Linked DNA regions of Sus scrofa: region 1 is linked to region 2. Evidence: chromatin contacts called from public Hi-C data. All regions are on one chromosome and are shown on one strand. The core of a region is the stretch at or near the end of the contact, and the rest is flanking DNA. Distances in the headings are between cores, read along the strand shown. Region 1 overlaps SLCO3A1 (solute carrier organic anion transporter family member 3A1). Region 2 overlaps SLCO3A1 (solute carrier organic anion transporter family member 3A1).

Region 1 (3,404 bases), core at 577-3,076, 98 kb after region 2:
AAATAAATATAAATGCAAGAGTTATTGCATTTATTTAGACATAAAATTCTTATCATCTAACTACTTCTGTGCATACTTAAAAAGAAAACCATAAGCAACACAAAAAGATTAAGACATTTCAAAACTACTTCAGAGGCAACTCTTTTGGATCATTTACAAAGAGTTTTTTTTAATGGGTTGAACATCTGTGTCCCCCCAAAATTAGTATGGTAAAATCCTAATTCCCAATAAGATGGTATTAAGTAAGAGGTGGGGTTTTGGAGAGAGAATTACTTAGGCCATGAGTGCAGAACACTCATTAATGGGATTAGTGCCTTATAAGTGTGACCCCAGGAGTTCCCATTGTGGCTCAGTGATAACGAACCTGATTAGCATTCATGGAGATGCGGGTTTGATCCCTGGTCTTGCTCAGTGGATTAAGGATCCAGCATTGCTGTGGGCTGTGGTATAGGTCACAGATGCGGCTTGGATCTGGTGTTTCTGTGCCTGTGGCATAGGCTGGCAGCTGCAGCTCTGATTCAACCCCTGTCCCAGGAACTTCTATATGCTATAGGTGCGGCCCTAAAAAGACAAAACAAAACAAAACAAAAACAAAAAAACAAACAAAAAAACAACTGAGATTCCAAAGAACAAACGTGTCCCTTCTGCCAAGTGAGGACACAGTGAGAAGCCAACCATCTAAATGAACCAGAAAGTGAGTTCTCACTAGACACTGAAACTGCCTGGGCCTTGACCTTGGACTTCCCAGCCCCCCAGCCTCAACACTGTGAGAAACAAATACTTGTTTAAGCCAGGCAGTCTGTGGTTATTTTTGTTACAGCCGCCTAAACACAATAAGACAGTTTTAAAGTCATTTATAAAGTGATTTGATTTGAGAGCAGAGTTCAAAAATGCAAATCATGTCTCATCTCTCTTGCTGTCCAAAAAAAGAGGCAAGAACACTTACACGAAGCTTTTGTCTTCTCCGTGACTAAAGCTGATCTTTGTAAGTAAAATGCCATACAAATGTGATCTGTGATGCAGCAGCCAAGCTCTCTGCAGAAGCAAGGGTTCAAAGTTTTTTGCATTCTGCAAAGCGCCACCTTATCACCCAGCCTCGTGTTGAAAGCACCTTGCCAGCTGCTGGCTCTGAGAAGTATCACCAAGGCCCAGGCATGGATTCCTCCCACTGCTGAGGCATTCATTCTAAGGCACCCAGGTTAATTGGGATCTGGGAACGCTTACTGCTCCTCAGGGAACCATTGAAGTAAAATGTTCCTAAAATTTGCATTCGAAAAGCACATCTCTGCCTAGTGCCTTAACACAAATTCCAGCCCACAAAATTCAGGCACTGGGCTCAATACCATAGCCTGGACTGCTCAGAAGCACAATTTTCTGCCCAGATCCAAGAGGGATTTTTCCACCCAGGCACCCTGGGACACAGTGATGCTGTGCTGTGTTCAGTGAGAAGAACAGCTCACTGAGAGATGCTGGTGCTTGTGATGCATCAGAGGATATTTGTTTGCCAGTCATCAGAATCCTCCTCGGGTTAAACTCAGTGCTGTCCACACTCCCTGAATGTGGACCACTCCATCTGCTCTGGAGTCAGCGCTGGCCTCGGTCAGTACCAAGCCTCGACCCCTCTTTCCTCCGTGTCCCAAATCTGTCACAAAGCAGAAACGCCCTGACCTCATCACCAGCCATGAGTGCAGGCACCGTGCAGCGGGAGCAGCTAGCCCGAGCCCCGGTTTCCGTCGGGGTCATTTCTCAACCTAGCTCCACTCAACCTTGTTACTTCAGATCAGAGCTGCCCATGATTAGCTGGGCACAACTGCCCTGTGGCTGCCAGAAGGAGGCCTGGATGGATGCCTTCTGTGTGACTCACTGAAGGAGCCAGGCTGAGATGAACCACACAGATTCTAACAGAACTGCCTGAGAAGGATCTTGAAGGCAGCCAGCTTCACAAGGTCCCCTTCCCGGCTCCTCTTTGCGCTTCACCCCACCCCCACTTCAGCAAAGCTGGGAGCTGGAATCACTGTTCTCAGGGCCCAACAGTCTCAAACGACTGGCTCACTCCTGCCAGAGGCCTCCAGGAGCCAATTCTGGGAGTAGAAGCCACTCAGAGAAAAGCACCTACACCAGCTCCCAAGAACTGCCCCCAGAGCGCACGCACACACACACACGCAGACACATAAACAAGAGGCCCACACACACACACACATACACACAGACTCTCACTCATAGACTCATACACACAGACTCACATTCACACATAGACTCATATACAGACTCTCACACACAGACACAATCACACAGAGAGAATCACAGACTCACAAATTCTCACACACACATACCCAGACTCACATACAGAGACTCTCTCACACATACACACTCAAGAGACACAGACTCACGCACTCAGGCTCTCACAGGCTGCCTGCTAACTTCCCACCATCCAAGTGTGCCCATGGGCAAACCTTCTTTTCCCACTTATTGCATCCGCACAGGTTCCGCCCTAACGCAAGTCCTGCCAATACCACCATGCAGGCCAGGCCAGGCTGGGCGAAGAAAAAGGAGGCAGCTGGCAAGACAGCAAAAGAGGCATGAAGGCAAGCTGGGGACGCACGGGAGTGGGTGAGGAAGTGAGCGGTCAATGAAGGACAGGGGAGAGAGCTCGAAGCTGAAAAAGCCACAGAGACCCAAGTGAGATTGTTCCTGGTGAGAGAGGATATTTATTTTGAGCCATCAGGTCGAGGTTTTTTTTTTTTTTTTTTTTCGTCTTTTTGACTTTTTGGGGCCACACCCTCAGCATATGGAGGTTCCCAGGCTAGGGGGTCTACACCACAGCCACGCCAGATCCGAGCTGAGTCTGCGACCCACACCACAGCTCACGGCAACACCAGATCCTTAACCCGCTGAGCAAGGCCAGGGATCGAATCCACAACCTCATGGTTCCTAGTTGGATTTGTTAACCACTGAGCCACAAAGGGAATTACAGGTCTAGTTTTAAAAGTCCTTCTTCAGTACCGCAGAATGCGGGGACTTGAGCAGGATCTCAGGCTTCTAACTCATTATGGGATATTCAACCATGTGAGGGGCTAAGGTCTCCTCAGCAGAGCTTGAGGGCAAGGGCTGGCTTGGGTTCCCAGGCACAGGGATGGGGGGTGGGTCCTCAGGTGTTTGTCCCCTTAATCCCACGCCTTCTCGGATTCCCCTGCTCTTTGAGGCACTGGATTTAATGCACATCTCTTTCTTCCCCAAAGTTTCTGAAAACTCTGCCCACCATGGTGTCCTGGTCTGTGTGCTGTCACTGAGGAGACAAGTCCCCAGAGCCCATCAGATGGGGGTTATGGCCACGACTCGCCAGAGAGTCAGCGCAGCACACATCAAAAAGTCTAAAGGTAGGACTCGAGGCCACGTTCAAAAAT
Region 2 (3,238 bases), core at 333-2,832:
GGGATCAGTGCCTGAAGGCCCAGTGGGTTAGGAGACTGCCCAAGGCAGGACCCACAGCTTGAACAGCTGCAAGGTCAGCCTGATGAAGAGGTCAACTTGCCCCTGAGCACCAGTAAGCTCAGAGTAAACACATCCCTAAGACTCACCCATTTCCCTGATAAAATTTACAAAACCCAATGAAATTAAATTTAGTACTTACTCCATAAAATTGCCCTAAGGGTTAAACAAGGTAATCTATGGGAAATGCAAAAACTTAGAACAACGTCTGGCTGGCTGATTTAAAAAAAATATATATACTACTTAAAGGAACAAGTCTAGGCAGAGCCCCCAACTCATGGAATCATATGATTTCATTGAGTCTTCACAATAATCCTGTGCAATGACTTTTACTGTCCCCATTTTGCAGACAGGAAAAGAGAGGTTCCCAGAAATTAAAACAATGGTCCAAAGTCATCCAGTGGATGGGCAGCAGAGCTAGGATTTGAACCCTGGCCTGCCCTTGACGCAGTCGTGGCTCCACTATCCCCTTATGACAAGGACCCCACCCTTCTAGGGTTTGGACTGAAATGAATTTAACGGACTACACACATGAGGGGGTGCTGATCAGTATCTGTCCCATCAGCAAAATACCCCCTCTTTGCTGAGGTCCACGTTCCCAGTTGTCAAACCTCAAAACAGGCCTCAGTGAAACATCACAGCCCTCGAGGTTCCCAAATGGTTAAACTGCCCTTCAGCTTGGTGCTCAGTACTTAAAAGCAGAACCTGAACTAGCCCTCAGGGGCTATTTTTAGCTTCCCGTTTTTTTTGTTGTCCTTTTTGGGTGATCTGATAGCATAGGCTGAGCTAACATTTCCTGTTCTGGTGTTTTCTTCTCACCAACTCCCACCTTGAGAAATGCTGAGACTCCAAAGGGCTGGCCCAGTTATAGAGCCGCAGCTCCTGACTTAAGGAAAACGACCTGCAGGAGGCTGGCAGGGAGGCTCTGACCTAGGCACCCTCCCAGGGCTGCCTGGGGTGGGACACGGGTTGGATGGGAGCCAATGGCTTCCAGGCACACCCATTTCCAAGGAAAGCCTTAATGAGCCTCTGGCAAAGGGACAGCAAAGAGAATACCAGTCAGTGGCCACGCTCCAAACCATGGGCATGCCACATGAGCAGGAGCCTGAGAGAGTGGCCTGGCTTGTCAGAAACTGCCTCGGGGCTGTGGCTCTGGATCTCACCACTCACTTGTAACTCCCCTAATAGCTTGCTGGAATCTAAGAGTCCACAATTAGAAATGCACTCCTTGGGCCAACTGGTCGCCTGGTCGCCAAGCCCTGCCCTTTCCAAGTTTCTTCTGGTGCTGCCAGCAGAGTTGCATTCTCCGAGACACAGGTGTGACCATGCCAACCCCTTTCAAAACTCATCAGGAGACCTTTATTGCCTTCTTGTGAAGTTCACACATTCTGGCACAATTTACAGGAACTCCAGCCCCTTCCCAGAGTTCCCTTCCCTATGTGCCATTCTCCAGGTTGCTGAGTCCCTGCACTTCTCAGCAAGCCTGATATGACTTGGACAGGGTCTAGCTGCTCCCTGAGCCACCCCTATAAAATCCATAGGGAACTCAAATGTCACCTCCCTCTTAAAGCTGCCCCCACCCACCCCACTGAGCTCTCCGAATCTTATTCCTCTGAGCATAATAAATGCTCAACCCAAGTTTGCTGCATTGAATTAACTCAAGGCATCTGCCCTCAATTAAAATATGCAAATTCATCTGGAAAAGGAAGCATTCCTTAGTCACTGGCGCTTCTGTGCCAAAGTGCTGGCTGGGTGCTTCCCTGAGTGCAGAATCTGATGGCAGAAGGATGACTGAGGGCCAGATGCAGGGAGAAAGGAGAAGGGCACGAAGCTAACCCTGGGAAGTCCTTGACCCCTGCCTGGGACTGATGAGGGAGAGCCGTGGGGGCAGCCAGCTGGAGTCTGTGGCCTCTCTTTTCTCCCACTCCCCAAATCCAACTGAGAGTGTGTTTCCAAATCTTATTTGTCAAAATAGTATAATGGAATGTTACTAAACCATACAAGTCTAGCTAAAAAAAAAAAAATCTCTAAACGACAGAAGTTTGTCTTCTGTTATTTTGTTCCTGTTGTGCTTCTGCTGAAACTGGATCAAGAAGCTCACAGTCTGATGGGAGATACTGGGGTGGGGGGTGGGGGGGGAATGGATCCTCTTGGAACAGACTGTGACCTGCTGCAGTAGGAGGTGAGAGTTTCTAAGTAACGGTAACTGCCTGCTGTAGTCAAAGTAGTTTCCTTCTGTCTCATTTATGGATGGAGAACCTGAGGCCCTGACAATGGGTGATTTGCCCAAGATCCCTGTCGCCTCCAACATGCTCACGAGTTTGACCACAGGACATTAGGGCCGGTGGAGCTTGGTGCTGGTCATATACCGGGTGGCACCAGATACAAGGGTCTTGGGATCCTTTCCCCATCTTGAGAGAACTTCAGCTTCAGCTTGGGGCTGATGCAAGTGACATTCAGGATGACTTTGTATCAAAAAAAAAAAAAAAAAAAGTGTTCACATAGAGAAAGGAAGGGGACTGACTCTGGAATTCCTCTGACTCCTGGGGCTGAATGCAGCCAAAGGCTGATGTCAACTAGCGTCATCTCCTCCGTGGTGTCCAAGCAGGCTGCCACCTGCAGGCACACAGACAACACATGTGCAGCTCTCTGGCCACGCAGAGACCTCAGAAGCAGCTGAACAGGACAGCTCCTGGGGGCACTAGAAGGATTGGTCCCCAACAATCCCCTCCAAACAACCTATTAAGAGCTAACCCTTATTATCAAGTGCTTACCCAGTGATAAGCGCTTTTATCTTATTTAAGATACTAACTAAATGGTCAACCTAAGATAGGTTGTTCTCATTCACATTTTACAGGGAAGAAGCTGAACATCAGAGATGCTAAGTCACTTACTGACGGTCACAGAGCAACTCACGGTGGAGTCAATTTGTGAACCCAGAAAGGGCGAACTTCAAAGTCAGCTCCTTTCACTGCGGTACCACACAAGAAGCAAGAAACTCAGCTTTACATCTTCATACTCAGCTCGGAGCCTGGATCCCAGCTATGTGCTCAGGAGATATTTATGAATGAGTGAGCAAACGAGCTCATGTTTGTAAGTTACAGGTAAGCATTACCCAGAATTCTTATGGAGCTGGTAGCCCCGGGGGGTGCCCTGAATGTGGTCAGTCACCCCTTCCTCC

What was found. A called contact is a pair of places that touch in the nucleus more often than the background predicts.
Region 1: a contact with region 2 is called in a Hi-C map of skeletal muscle, with 2.7 times the contacts expected there. The contact joins two enhancer-like sites. A contact is called at or near these places in 8 of 47 Hi-C or Micro-C datasets (alveolar macrophages, embryonic fibroblasts, fetal heart ventricle and 4 more) and 1 of 2 datasets of contacts at active chromatin or transcription factors (skeletal muscle).

The regions. Positions count from the first base shown.
Region 1 is chr7:86,984,670-86,988,073 of Sscrofa11.1, forward strand. All of the region lies in intron 2 of SLCO3A1 (solute carrier organic anion transporter family member 3A1), which reads right to left. Among named protein-coding and RNA genes, the nearest start is that of SLCO3A1, 120 kb to the right of the region's middle. Within about 2 kb of position 1,827, at least 32 of the 83 cell types and tissues checked have an H3K27ac peak or open chromatin away from gene starts, as enhancers often do. A contact at or near this core is called in fetal skeletal muscle and skeletal muscle, where this site is marked.
Region 2 is chr7:86,887,054-86,890,291 of Sscrofa11.1, forward strand. All of the region lies in intron 2 of SLCO3A1 (solute carrier organic anion transporter family member 3A1), which reads right to left. Among named protein-coding and RNA genes, the nearest start is that of SLCO3A1, 210 kb to the right of the region's middle. Within about 2 kb of position 1,583, at least 33 of the 83 cell types and tissues checked have an H3K27ac peak or open chromatin away from gene starts, as enhancers often do. A contact at or near this core is called in fetal skeletal muscle and skeletal muscle, where this site is marked.